Linked DNA regions of Gossypium hirsutum: region 2 is linked to region 1. Evidence: chromatin contacts called from public Hi-C data. All regions are on one chromosome and are shown on one strand. Each heading gives the region's core, a stretch centred on a gene start, on an enhancer-like site or on the middle of the called end of the contact. The rest is flanking DNA. Distances are from core to core; before and after follow the strand shown. Region 1 has its middle 5.5 kb from the start of LOC107909910. Region 2 holds the start of LOC107909918 (ATP-dependent DNA helicase homolog RECG, chloroplastic).

Region 1 (6,316 bases), core at 3,157-5,656:
TGAGTTGTTATTTCAATTCGAGATTTAAATAATTTAATCAAGATCGCAATATATCACTTAATTTTAAGTTGATTTTTCACCTAAAATGGTAAATCTCGTATTTCTTGGCTAAGCTTTGGTTTTAAAGTGATTTCTAATTCATTTTGATCTAATTAAAAGGCATTTGGGCTTATTTAATAATTCCTTAATGAATTTAAGTAAATTGAATGTTTTCTCCTTTTAAAATATCACATATGTTTGATTTTTCGAAAAAATTAGATCAATATAATTGGGTAAAATTGATGGTTTAGATCTGTAATTAGATTATATTTAGGATGTATGAAGTTGAAATCCAAGCTTAGAAACAAGATTTGAGTGGTATAGAAGTTAAATTTTTTGTATAGAAGTTAAGAGGCTTGGATCTGTGATTTGGGAATAATTTGATTATGTATGTTGCTATTAATAATGCCTTTGTATTGTGCTTGATGTTTATGTAATGTGTCAAGTATTTGGGAGCCTCTACAAGCATTAAAAAAGGCAAATGAAAGCTTACTTGAGCATGGTAGTTGAAGTAATAACTAACGTGAGTGGTCCGATATACTGTATTTAAACTTTAGTACGCAAGCTAAGGTAACATATACAAACCATTTGTTAATTAATATGCAAACCTTGATTTCTCTTGGTGCAAACCATTGCAATTTTGTTGAGTGTTGGGTATGCATGTTGTGCAATTTTAATGAGTCAAATGCATGAATTTAAAATGTGCATGTAGTCATAGGAATAAAACAGACAGTCCATAACTGTAAACTATGTACTTTAAAAGATAAGTGTGTTGAATTGTGAATTTAATTGTTACATGTGTGAGTGGATTGTACATTAACAGTTGTGTGTGTGTGGTGCATATTACTAATAGTGAGTTGTTGCACTAAATGAGTATACATAGTTGTTGTACTAAATTGGTTGGTGCATATATAATATAAATATGTGTGCATGTTTTTGTTATATATATAATATATATGCGCAAGTTTTGTGTTATATGTAATATATATAGGCGTGGCTTTGTTATATAGATAATATATATGTGTGTTGGTTTTGGTGTTATATAATATATATATGTGAATGGGGTTTGTAATATGTATATATGCATGGGTTGTTATACATATATTATATTATATGAGTGGGTCTTACTATATATATGCATGGGTCTTATTATATATTATAAAATTTATGGGTAAGGTTCTATATAATATATATTTATGGAATTTTAATGTATGTTAAAATTTGATGAACAAATGTCACTAAATAAGTATGTATATATATATGTAATATATATTCGTATATGGTTATGTAGTGCTTGCGAACTAAAATAAAAATAAATGATATAATGCGAACTTTTTTAACATGCGAATTCTGTTGATAATGCATATTTATGCATGCACGAACCCATATAAGAATTATGAGTTGTACGATAATGCAAGCTCTGATTAGTGCAAAATTATATTATCGTGAAATGCTAGGTGAGAGCTCAACTTTAGTCCAACCCGATTATATTTGTGTATTGTGTAATATTGTGAATCATGTTAACTTGGTGAATTATATTATTTTGGCAAACTATGTTAATTTGGTGATCTGTATTAATATGACGAAATGTATTAATTTTCCAAACTGTGTATTGTGTGATTTTGAGTTGTATTGTTTGTAAGCTAAGCTATTACATGCCCTATGTTAAATAAAATATGCAAACTATAGTTTATGTGAGCTATGACATGAATGATATGTGAATTGTGATTACGAGTGCAATACATGTTGCATGCAAGTTATATTATTTGTAAACCATGTTCTATTACAAATTGTGAATTGCGAACTGTGCTATATTGTGCGAGCTCTGCTTAATTGCGAGCCCTATTATACTGAATATTATGAATGTGTTAAAAGAGATATGTTGGTATTGTGACCTTATAGAACCATTGGATATAATTGGCATGCCATAGGATTATAAGTACTCACATTTTTTATTGCGATGGGCATTGTGGCCCGGAGATGCGTTGGAGAGATAAGGGAATGTCAAGTATAGATCCATTCACCATAGATAGCATGGTTTGTTTAGAGAGTGTGAGCATTTGTGCTACACTTATATCGAAGACAGCGTAGGACTCTTTGAGTCCAAAAGTGACGTTATAAGGAGATCAATTTATCCAATGTGTGGTGATAGAGTCCACTTACAGGTGATGATAGAGTCCCCTATATGTTTCATGATGACAAAAATGTCAATTTATTATTATTTGAAATATGCTAGTTATGATGGAGTATGAATTGTTATTTTGCATAAACTATTATTCGGTATGAACTGATATTTCATGTGAACTATTATTTTGCATGAGCTATCATTTGGTATGAACTGTTATTTAATATGAACAAATGTTTATTGCAAATTGATAATTTATGTGATCTGCCCATTTTATGTAAATTACTTATTATATGTGCACTGCTTATTATTTGAGAATTGTTGTATCGTGTGGGTTACTATGTTGCGTAGACTGAAATAATATGTGAACCGTTATAGTATGTCACCTTTTAACATAACCGATGTGTTTATTTGTAGTATGTTTGAGCATTCACTAAGCTTCAATAAGTTTACCAACTCTTTTATATCATTGCAATGATTTAGCTTGTGAAGAGGTGGGGAAGTGAGCCAACCAAGTGACCCATAACGAGGCTATACCTAGGCATGTTGTTGTGTTCCCAAACCTAATGAGGAAGACAATGAGGGGCCAAATTTTGAGATTTAGTATTAGACTTACTTATAATTGTTGGGTTGTAATTGGACATTATGGACTTTTTAATTGTTTGGTATAAATCTTTTATCATTACGTGATATTACTGATGATTGAATGATGGATTGTGATTGTTTGATAATTGGCTTGAATAAATGTTCGACTAACTTGTAAGTGCAGATTGAAAAGTCGGTGCTCATCGAGATAAGCTTTATATGTCTTATGTGTGATTTGGATGTAATCATGTGTTTGGTATGCATGAAATGTAACATAAAATTTGGTCAACTCATACAAACTGTTAAGTTCCTGCTAACTAATTAATTAATAATGTTATGAGGTTGTGCAAGATGCTTTCATAAATTTTACAAAATAAGACTTATATGTATAAATTTTATATTACTATTTTCAGACCTTGTGAAATGGAGTTTTTTTTTCCAACATTTTACTACATTACGATTTAGATCTAATAATTAATTATTGAACAAAATGGTTTTCCAAGTCCCTACAAATATATCTCTTTTAAAAGTACCCTACTTCATACATGTATGTTCAACTAAAGTTTTCAAGGTAATTGCTTATTAAATATTTTATTGTGAATTAGTCTTGTTGTTGATTCGATGATCAAAGTAGCGTAGTGGAAGCATGGTTTTAGGATTTTAAATATTCACTGAATAATTGTATGGTGTGATTGGTCGATTGGTGTGCTTTGTGGTAATTTAAGCGAAGGGCTAATGTGACGTTCGAGATTCGAGTCAAACCGTTCCGGCCGAGTTTGGGGTGCCACACTCAAATTTTTTTTAGTTCAATTTTTTTCACAAGATTCACATTTGTTTTGGATTTTTTTTGGCATGATGTTCAAAAAGGACTAGGGTTATTCTACTAAAGGGCACAGAATAAAGACAAGTCATGAGAGTGTGAAAGTTTAGTATGAAAAACTACTGGGGCAAAAGACAATGAAACATTTGAAAATAAATTATACAATGTGGGTCATGAGTGTTGAAGACTGCATTCTGATTTGCAAGCGAAATGAGTTAGGAAGATCAAGCCAAATTAGAGAAGAGTGACCAAGGCAAGGCACCTTATGCATTCATGCATTTGTATCATTCAAGAGCATATGCATGTAGTTATTTTAGTCACGAAACTATAATCATATTTTATTGATATCGTAATAACATTTGCAGTTGTTTATGAAGCATTCGCATCATTCCAGAGCATATGCATGTGGTTATTTTAGTCATGAAACTATAATCATATTTTATTGTTATCATAATAACATTTGCACTGCTTTATGAAGCATTTGCATTATCTTGGATTTTTTGCATCATTGTCAAGTATGCACATTTATAACAGGGAACACATGCATAAATGCACTTTTTGTGAACCTTTACAAAATTGAACTTGTCATTACAATTCAAAGTTTCTTCACTATCTGTTTATTTTCCAAGTTCTGGTTTCATCCAATAGGTATATGCAAATCTTGGTTTCAGCCAAGTTAATTTTCAAGAGATTCTTGTTTCACCCAGGTTTAATTTTCAAATTCTGGTTTTGACCAGGCCCATTTCTGAAATCCTGGGTTCGCCTAGTAAGTCCTTTCAAATTCTGGTTCCACCCAAGTTCATTTCGAGATTTATAGTTTCTCCGAAGTCCATTATCAAAGTTATGGTTTCATCCAGTAAGTCCTTTCAAATTCTTGTTCGGCCCAGGTTTGTTCTGAAAGTTATAGTTTTGCCCAAGTCCATTGTCGAAGTTCTGGTTTTGCCTAGTAAGTCCTTTCAAATTCTGGTTTCTTCTAGGTTCTTTCCAATATTTCTGGTTCTGCCTAGGTCCGTTGTTGAAGTTTTGGTTTTGCGTAGTAAGTCCTTTGAAATTTTGATTTCGCTCACTTCTATTGTCGAAGTTCTGGTTTCACCCAGGTCCATTGTCGAAGTTTTGGTTTTGTCCAGGTCCATTGTTGAAGTTTTGGTTTTGCCCAGTAACTCCTTCCAAATTCTGGTTTCATCCAAGTTTGCTCCAAATTTTTTGGTTTTGCCTAGGTTAATTCTCGAATTTCTGGTTTTACCCAGGTCCATTGTCAAAGTTTTGGTTTCGCCAGGTCTATTTTTCAAATTTTGGTTTCGTCCAGTAAGTCTTTTCAGATTCTGGTTCCACACAAGTCTATTAAAGAAGTTCAAAATTCACCAAAACTGTTTTCAAGCTTGAGATTTTCATCGAGGCTTTTAATTTTTCATTTTATCAAGTGAAATCTATTTCCAAAAATGGGTTGAGCCTCGAGTTGTTGTCAAGGTCCTTTTAGTTTTCTTTCATTTTATTAAAAGTTGAATCCATTTTCGAAAATGGGTCGAGGTCCTTTTTGTTTTTATTTTATCAAAAGTCAAACTTGTTTTCAAAAATAGGTTGAGCCTGGGGATTGTTATTGAGGTCCTTTTAGTGTTTTTTCATTTTATTAGGGTTGAATTCATTTTCGAAAATGGGTTGAACCTCGAGATTGTCGTCAAGGTCCTTTTAGTTTTTTTCATTTTTATTAAAAGTTAAATCCATTTCCAAAAATGGATTCAGCCTCGAGATTGCGGTCGAGTTCCTTTTAGTTTGATTTTGTCAAAATTCGAACATGTTTTCAAAAATCGGCTAAGCCTTAGGGTTGCTATTGAGTCCTTTTAGTTTTTTTTTTCATTTTATTAAAATTTGAATTCATTTTTTATAATGGGTCGAACCTTGAGATTTTCGTCGAGGTGCTTTTAGTTTTCAATTATCAGAAGTCAAATCTATTTTCAAAATTGGGTCAAGCCTTGAGATCATCATTATTTTTAATTTTTTATTTTATCAAAAGTCAAATCTATTTTCAAGAAATAGGTTGAGCCTCAATATTATCGTCGAGGCAAATAAGTTCATGATCCTAAACAAAATAACAACTTTTTGTCTTTGCATTGTTTCTGGCTCTACAACATGCAAAAATGGGTAGTTGTAGTAACCATATTTTGTTCGAGTCAAATCTGAATCAAGTTTGAATTGACTTTGAATTTTACTATTGTTAGTTTACTATTATGTCATGTTTCTTGTTATTTATACAATTATAATTTTTAATTTTTAATATAATAAAAAGAAAAATGTAGAATTATAAATATAAAGATATATGTGTGGTAGAAACCCAACTTTTTATGTTAAAAGATAAATATTGCATATATCTATGTGTGGCTAAACTTATATATATGTATATTAAGTATATTATGTATGTAGGGGGAAATCATTGATTTTAAAAGTTTGAAAGTTAACTTCCAGGAATTGGTTTTTAAGGAACGACCATTGGAAATTAAAAAGGGGGTTTTTGGCATGAAAAAGCAATAAAATAATAATGTTGACCCTGAAACCAGAAAATCAAAGAAAAAAGAGGAGAATAGATAGCAGGGAATAGGAGCACACAAATGAAAAGGGACGAAGACAAGCCACGGGAGAAGGAAGAGCGTGAGTGGAGCAAGAACACAAGGACACTTTCATTGATATTTTATATACAAGTTAATTTGTTTTCTCTTTATGTGATGTCAATGTATTGATTTCACTCTATTGTG
Region 2 (6,226 bases), core at 362-2,861, 140 kb after region 1:
CTCGCCCTTTCGAAATTACGTTGTTTCACAAATTCTTCAAACGAGCTCTACACTCTCAATGAGTAAAACGACCACCATACGAAACTTACCCTCAACTTTACCCAAACTAGTTTGGTTTCATGCTCCCTTTCTCTCTTTGGTTCATCCATGCTCAACTTCCAATCAAGCTTGCTTAGGAATATCCAAGAAGGTTTAGATCAATTTTATCGTTTGCTTAATTTTATTCATCAGAAAATAAAAAGAAAATGAAATGAATAATCTACACGATTCTATAAAAGTTTGGAAACAGAAAAAAAATATTTTAAATATAAATAATTCAATTTATGTTTATATTTGATTAAGTAAATGATTTTTTATATTGATTAGTTAGATTCAATTTTAGTTTCAAAATTAGGTTATATTCAAATCGAGATTTGATTAAGAATGATTGAAATTCTATTCAGAAATCATGTGAAAGAAACAAGGGCTTGGTTTATTTGGTGGGTAAAGTATGAGAAGAAAGAAAAATAAAAGGGGAAGAAGAAAAGGAAAATAAAAAAATAAAAAGAAAAAAAAATAAATTATTTAAAAAAATAAAAATATAGGGACTAGTTTTAACAAATGAAAAATATAGAAAAATTACGTTAAAAGAAATGAAGAACGGAGGAAAACAGAGGGAGAAAGAGAAGAGAATGGAAAAAAGAAGAAGGAAAGTTCAAAGAACATAAAAGAAAAAAAATTAAATTGCTCAAAATGAAAAAAAAGTATAGGGACCCATTGTATAATTTAACCTAAAATATTCGTTTGAAATGATTATTTAACGTGTCACGTCAGCTTACTATTACACCATTAACGACAATTAATTAATGCTCAGTGACTAAAATGTTACAACACGATAACGTAAGTGACTAAAACGTAACATTTCAAACATAAGTGACTAAAATGTAAACCGAGACAAACAAAAGTGACTATTTTGGTAATTTACTCATATTCTATTATTATCTATATTATTATATATTTTAAAATCCCATTTTAACGTAAAAATGTTTAAAAAGTAATAATTAGCACATTTTTAGAAGAAGTATTTTTTTAAATTAAAAGATTTTATCATTATTTTCAAATATTTAATTTTAACTTACCTAATTTATATATTCAGGAGGTAAGGTAAAATATTTAAATGAAATGAATTGGATTATATTATATAGATAATATTTTGTTAAAATAAATTACATAAATATTTAGTTAGATAATAAGAATTTTTAAAGTTTAAAATTTAAAAATAAATTACCTATATCCACAATAAAATATATATAAAGTGCTAAGCAGACTATTATATTAATGCCATAAAAATTGTAATAGTTTAAGTTATTTTTTTTATATAAAAAAAGTTAAAAAGAGGTAAAACAATAAAAAATTAGAGAAAATGTGATAAAAGAGTTGAAAATTAGTAACTAAATTTATGATTATATACCAATAAAGGAAGCTTTTGAATGAATCCGAATTCTGAGGGAAAAATTAAAGAGCAGAGCAAGGCAAGGCAACGCAAGGCAGGAAGAGCAAAAGCCCAAAAGGAGTGGAACATCTCTACGAGGCAAGTAGTAGCAGTTTCCGGCCCAACATAAGCATGTAATGGAAGCTTTGTTTGTTTGAGTGTTTCTTCCAAACTCTTTACTCTCTTGTAACTGGCGTCTATGTTTATGTACTTTTTATTTCAAATTCCTTTAGATTCCCAGCCACTGAAGGCATTCGCATCTACATACAAAACAAATCTTGTTGTTAGAAATCCAGGTGAGGAGCGTCGTAATTGCCTAATCTCAGTCCATATTTTATCTTCCAATTTGGTTTTCTTTTACATCTCCCATCTTTGATTCTCGGAAACTGCATGTAAACAAGCTGCCAAGTTAGACTCCCCCCCCCCTCTCTCTCTCCGTTGGTTCACTTCTCACAACTTCAAATTCCTTCCCCAGCTGAAGCTGGAAATGGTGGACTTGTATTGAAAATAAAATTATGAATTGAAAGAAACCCAAGTCTTTTAAATCCCAATGTTTATGTTTTCATTTTTGTATGGGTTGTGGCAGTTGATTGTATTCCCTGGATTCTAACTCAAATGCCGTCTTGCAGGATTGTATATGCTTTGATGAGTTAGGCATGTTCTTTTGGTGCAGTAAGTTTGTTTCACATGGCACTGACTGTCTCAAACGTGCTTTCATGTACCATGGTACAGTACCAGGATTCTCTTTTGTTTTAAATGAATGATTAAAGCAAGAGTTTTTATTTTTTATATGTCTATTCAGATTATTGTTGTTTTAGATTCTGCTATGAAGTAGTCAGAGTAGGAGTTGTAAGATTGGGTCAGGATTAGAAGAATGATGAATCATATTACATGTATCGTTGTGCATGTGGAAAATTTGAGAGGCTACTGTATGTAAGAGTATGACTACAGGTGAAAAGCCCAGTAGGACAAATGACTGGTGGTAAATACTGCCAAGTTAAAGAAATTCATCTCTTTAGTTGTAAATTTACATGGTTGAACTCATAGGCTGGAAGGTAACTGTTGAGTTCAAATTCTGAATTCTTTTGCTTTGAAAGTGAATTATGTTATTCAACCATATTCTCTTAACACAAAATCTTAACTACTTCCAAATCTAGTGATCCTAAAATTCATTCAAATCTGTTTCAGATGGGCCAAGTTAGAAATTCTATTATGCTCTTTGTCTCTCTCACTTACTCCTTGTAGCACTTATTCATTCGCATAAATCAGATCTTGGCTTCTAGTATTTTCTGCCTATGTCAAAGTATGCTTATCCAACCAAGCATGCTTTCCAGGTTCTTAGATACTCATGGAAACTTAATGTGCTGTTATTCCATTGTGGAAATTTTTATGTACAATTCTTTGTTTTTCATGGCTTATTTTAGCATCTTAAGCATCAAATGAGCATGGTGACACTGAATTTTTGTTACGCACTTCTAAAATTTTCCTCCTTTTCTTTTAGTGTTTTACCGGGAAAGGTTTGAGAAGTGCTATAGTCTTTGAAGCAGAGAGAAGCTATACGAATGCTTTAGGTAGAAAAATGAGGTAATGCACTACATTAAGTTTGGTTGCTTAAACCATGATGGTTGAGATGGAATTTTACTTTGAGTTGCCTTCAATTAATGTTAGGTTCCATAATTACCTCTTCAATAAAGTTTCGAAAATTTATTCGCGGTCCAAGCACAAGTTTCCAGAAAAGTTGTTGGAGGAAGTACATAATTATGATACAGCCAGTATCTCAGGTCGCTCAAAGCTGCTAAATAAGGTAGATGTCTAATTACAAGATTTGGCTATTGGATGTTGTTTGTGATTCTCAGAAATTTCCTTATATCCTCAATAAAAGAACTCTTCTCTTTGCATTCTATGCTTTATTATGTTTTGCATAAAAATGGGTACTTACTGTTTCCAATACCTGTAGAAAGCAGATCTCTAGCTTCTATTGTTTCACTTTTTCCCTGCAATTTTCATGAGAAACTATATATTTTAGTATTTAATCTTGACTAATATTACATTTTCTTTCTTTATTTCATTTTTGTTGTTTAAAGGCCAGTGAGGGCCCAAATCTTACAATTATATATTTTGATATGCATGCATTGAATATAAAAAATTAGTACTTGAAGGAATCACACTAGAAGAAGGATATAAGAGAAGAATGGCCAACTTTACCAAATCTAAAAGACTGGCTTTATCAATTGAATAAATATATGGTAAGACACTGCTAACAAGGCATTACAACACTATTTATATGGCTGCTTAGTAATCTTAGCCCTTGACATCCTTGCATTCTAAGTTAATCAGCCATCCAAGTGTATTGAATTCTTAACTTCTTATGCCCTTAAACAAATCAAGAACAATAAACAAGTCAGGAAATGAAAAAAAATGGAAGGTTTATGAAAATAGGATGATCCCATTGTGCTAAAGGGCTACTCTGTCATAGATTAAAGGTGAGTTTAATTGGTTTGGATCAGATGGTAATATAGAGGCTTCAAGTAAGAACTCAATTTTCTGGAATTCACAGCACTAGAAAATTCACTTTTTAGTTTAAGTTCAACATCTTAAAATTATGTAAAAGCATGTTGAAGGGATATGTGAACTTGAATTTAGTTTCTGGCTCTTGATGTTGATAACTAATTTATGGCATCTTCTTAGTCATTCCCTCAGATAACTTATGTTTTTCCAACTGATACTTGTCTTGGTTGCTTGCTGTAATGTATTTAAAATATTTCTTTTCATTTTGTAACGAGGCATTTGAAAGTTTTGTAATCTGATTGTGTTTTGCTTATGGACTTTGAAATGTTCCTTTGCTCTGTCCTTTATACATCTGGTAACTTTTCCATGCACAATGTCCACATTTCATTGCTTACAGGTGTCAGTTTTGATGGGTTATAGTGGCCTTCATGATTTATTCGAGAACGAAAGACCTGATGAGCAACCTGATAGAAATCTTGAAGACGCTACAGATGATTTTGATCTTTCCCTGGCATGTAAACGATTTCCTTCCATCACTTTGGGTAGTTCCCTGCCAGTAGAATTGTATGATGAGGCAACTAGTAGCTCCCGAATAAGGGCCCTATTAGCAGCTCAAAGATTTTTATCTAACTCAATGGATGAAAAGTGGGTTGATCCAAATGGTCTGTCTGAAACCTGGGATTCTTTGTATGAACCTCTTTCAGAGGCTGGTTCTTCTGCAGCATTACAAGAAAGTACAGGTTCACATCAGTCTTCTTGGTCCACAACTTTGGAATCTGAAGGAAAGTCAGATCATCTACTTACTGTGGAAGAAAATACAGAAAAATTGGATCAATCTTCTTGGTCCGTTACTTTAGAATTTGAAGGGAAGTCTGATCATCTAGTTGCAAAGGAGGTATCTTCTAGTAAAGTTGGGGTTCAACGACATTCAGATATAGCAACTATTGATTTATTTCTTGATAGATCCATCAGTTGCATTCCTGGTTTAAGTAAAAGGCACTCTCGCCAGCTAGAAGAATGTGGCTTTTACACCGTAGGTTCTTTTGAAATTATGTCAAAATCACATTTGATGGAGGTTCTTGTATTTATACAAGCTGTGTTTCACCCTATTTACCTTTTTACCCTACTGTCATGCAGTTGCGGAAACTGTTACATCATTTTCCCCGGACCTATGCAGATTTACAGAATGCACAAACTGAGATTGATGATGGCCAGTACTTGATTTTTGTTGGGAAAATTATGTCGTCAAGGTGATTAACCATTTGCTCACTAAACTATGATTTAACCTTTTTCTCATTAAACCATGATCATTTTGTTGACAGAAACACATTATCACACTTATATTTGGTCTGCTAGATATCTTCTTTACTATTTCCTTAGCTGCCCTTGGTGCTAAATTTGGATTGATGTTGAGGTGAGGTTCAAGCCTCAGGTGAAGTACCTTGATGTGCCTAGGTAGCTGAGCTGACTTTTCTGTGGTGTTAATATTTATATCCTTGGATAATCAATGTCAGAACATACAAATCATTTGATGTTTCACTATGCAATTGTTTGGAATTAGCATTAAATTTAGGTTGTTTTCTAGTGACAAGATATGTTGACATATTATATGATTACAAACCACTTGGCATAAAATCTGACCTTGTCTTTTTTCATCCCAAGAACTAAAAAAGGGTTGTCATACATACGGTTGTACATGTTAAAAGTTGTCTTGCTTACTGCATAGCATATATATATTTTCCATTTGAAAATTCTCTAAATATGGTTCTGTGCCATTTAATGTATCAAACAAGAAGAGAAAGGAAAAACCTTGAGATTGGGAACAACTAATCTACCCTAGCTTGTAAAATTGTTTGTACAACACAGATTTACATTTATAGCAATTATTGAGATATACATTTAGGTTGTCAATATTTATGATTTTTCATGCAGGGGAATTAGAGCCAGTTATACTTTTTCATTTCTTGAGGTAATTGTCGGTTGTGAAGTTGCAAATAATGGAACCACTTCAGAACAGATATATGATGGCAGTGATACTAAGGGTGAGAAGACAATTTATTTGCATTTGAAGAAGTTTTTCCGAGGTGCTCGTTTTGCATCTCATCCTTTTCTTAAAAGTATTGAAGGAAAGCATAAGCTGGGAGAACTTGTATGTGTTAGTGGTAAGGTGAGTTTCTTTTTCTTTCGCACTCTTCAAAATTGCTCAGCTTATATCCTTGTCAATGCATTTTTTAATTCATTCAAAGA

The links. A called contact is a pair of places that touch in the nucleus more often than the background predicts.
Region 2: a Hi-C map of leaf shows a contact between it and region 1, with 2.9 times the contacts expected there. The contact joins the promoter of LOC107909918 here to the enhancer-like site in region 1. A contact is called at or near these places in 14 of 34 Hi-C or Micro-C datasets (callus, hypocotyl, leaf and 2 more).

Annotation. Positions count from the first base shown.
Region 1 is chrD02:54,294,130-54,300,445 of Gossypium_hirsutum_v2.1, forward strand. No RefSeq gene overlaps it. Among protein-coding and RNA genes, the nearest start is that of LOC107909910, 5.5 kb to the right of the region's middle. Within about 2 kb of position 4,407, at least 7 of the 9 cell types and tissues checked have an H3K27ac peak or open chromatin away from gene starts, as enhancers often do. A contact at or near this core is called in leaf, where this site is marked.
Region 2 is chrD02:54,437,260-54,443,485 of Gossypium_hirsutum_v2.1, forward strand. LOC107909918 (ATP-dependent DNA helicase homolog RECG, chloroplastic) reads left to right here and starts at 1,612. Exons shown (of 19, transcript XR_001687402.2): 1 at 1,612-1,767; 2 at 2,101-2,197; 3 at 2,973-3,055; 4 at 3,140-3,275; 5 at 4,377-5,012; 6 at 5,117-5,229; 7 at 5,912-6,146.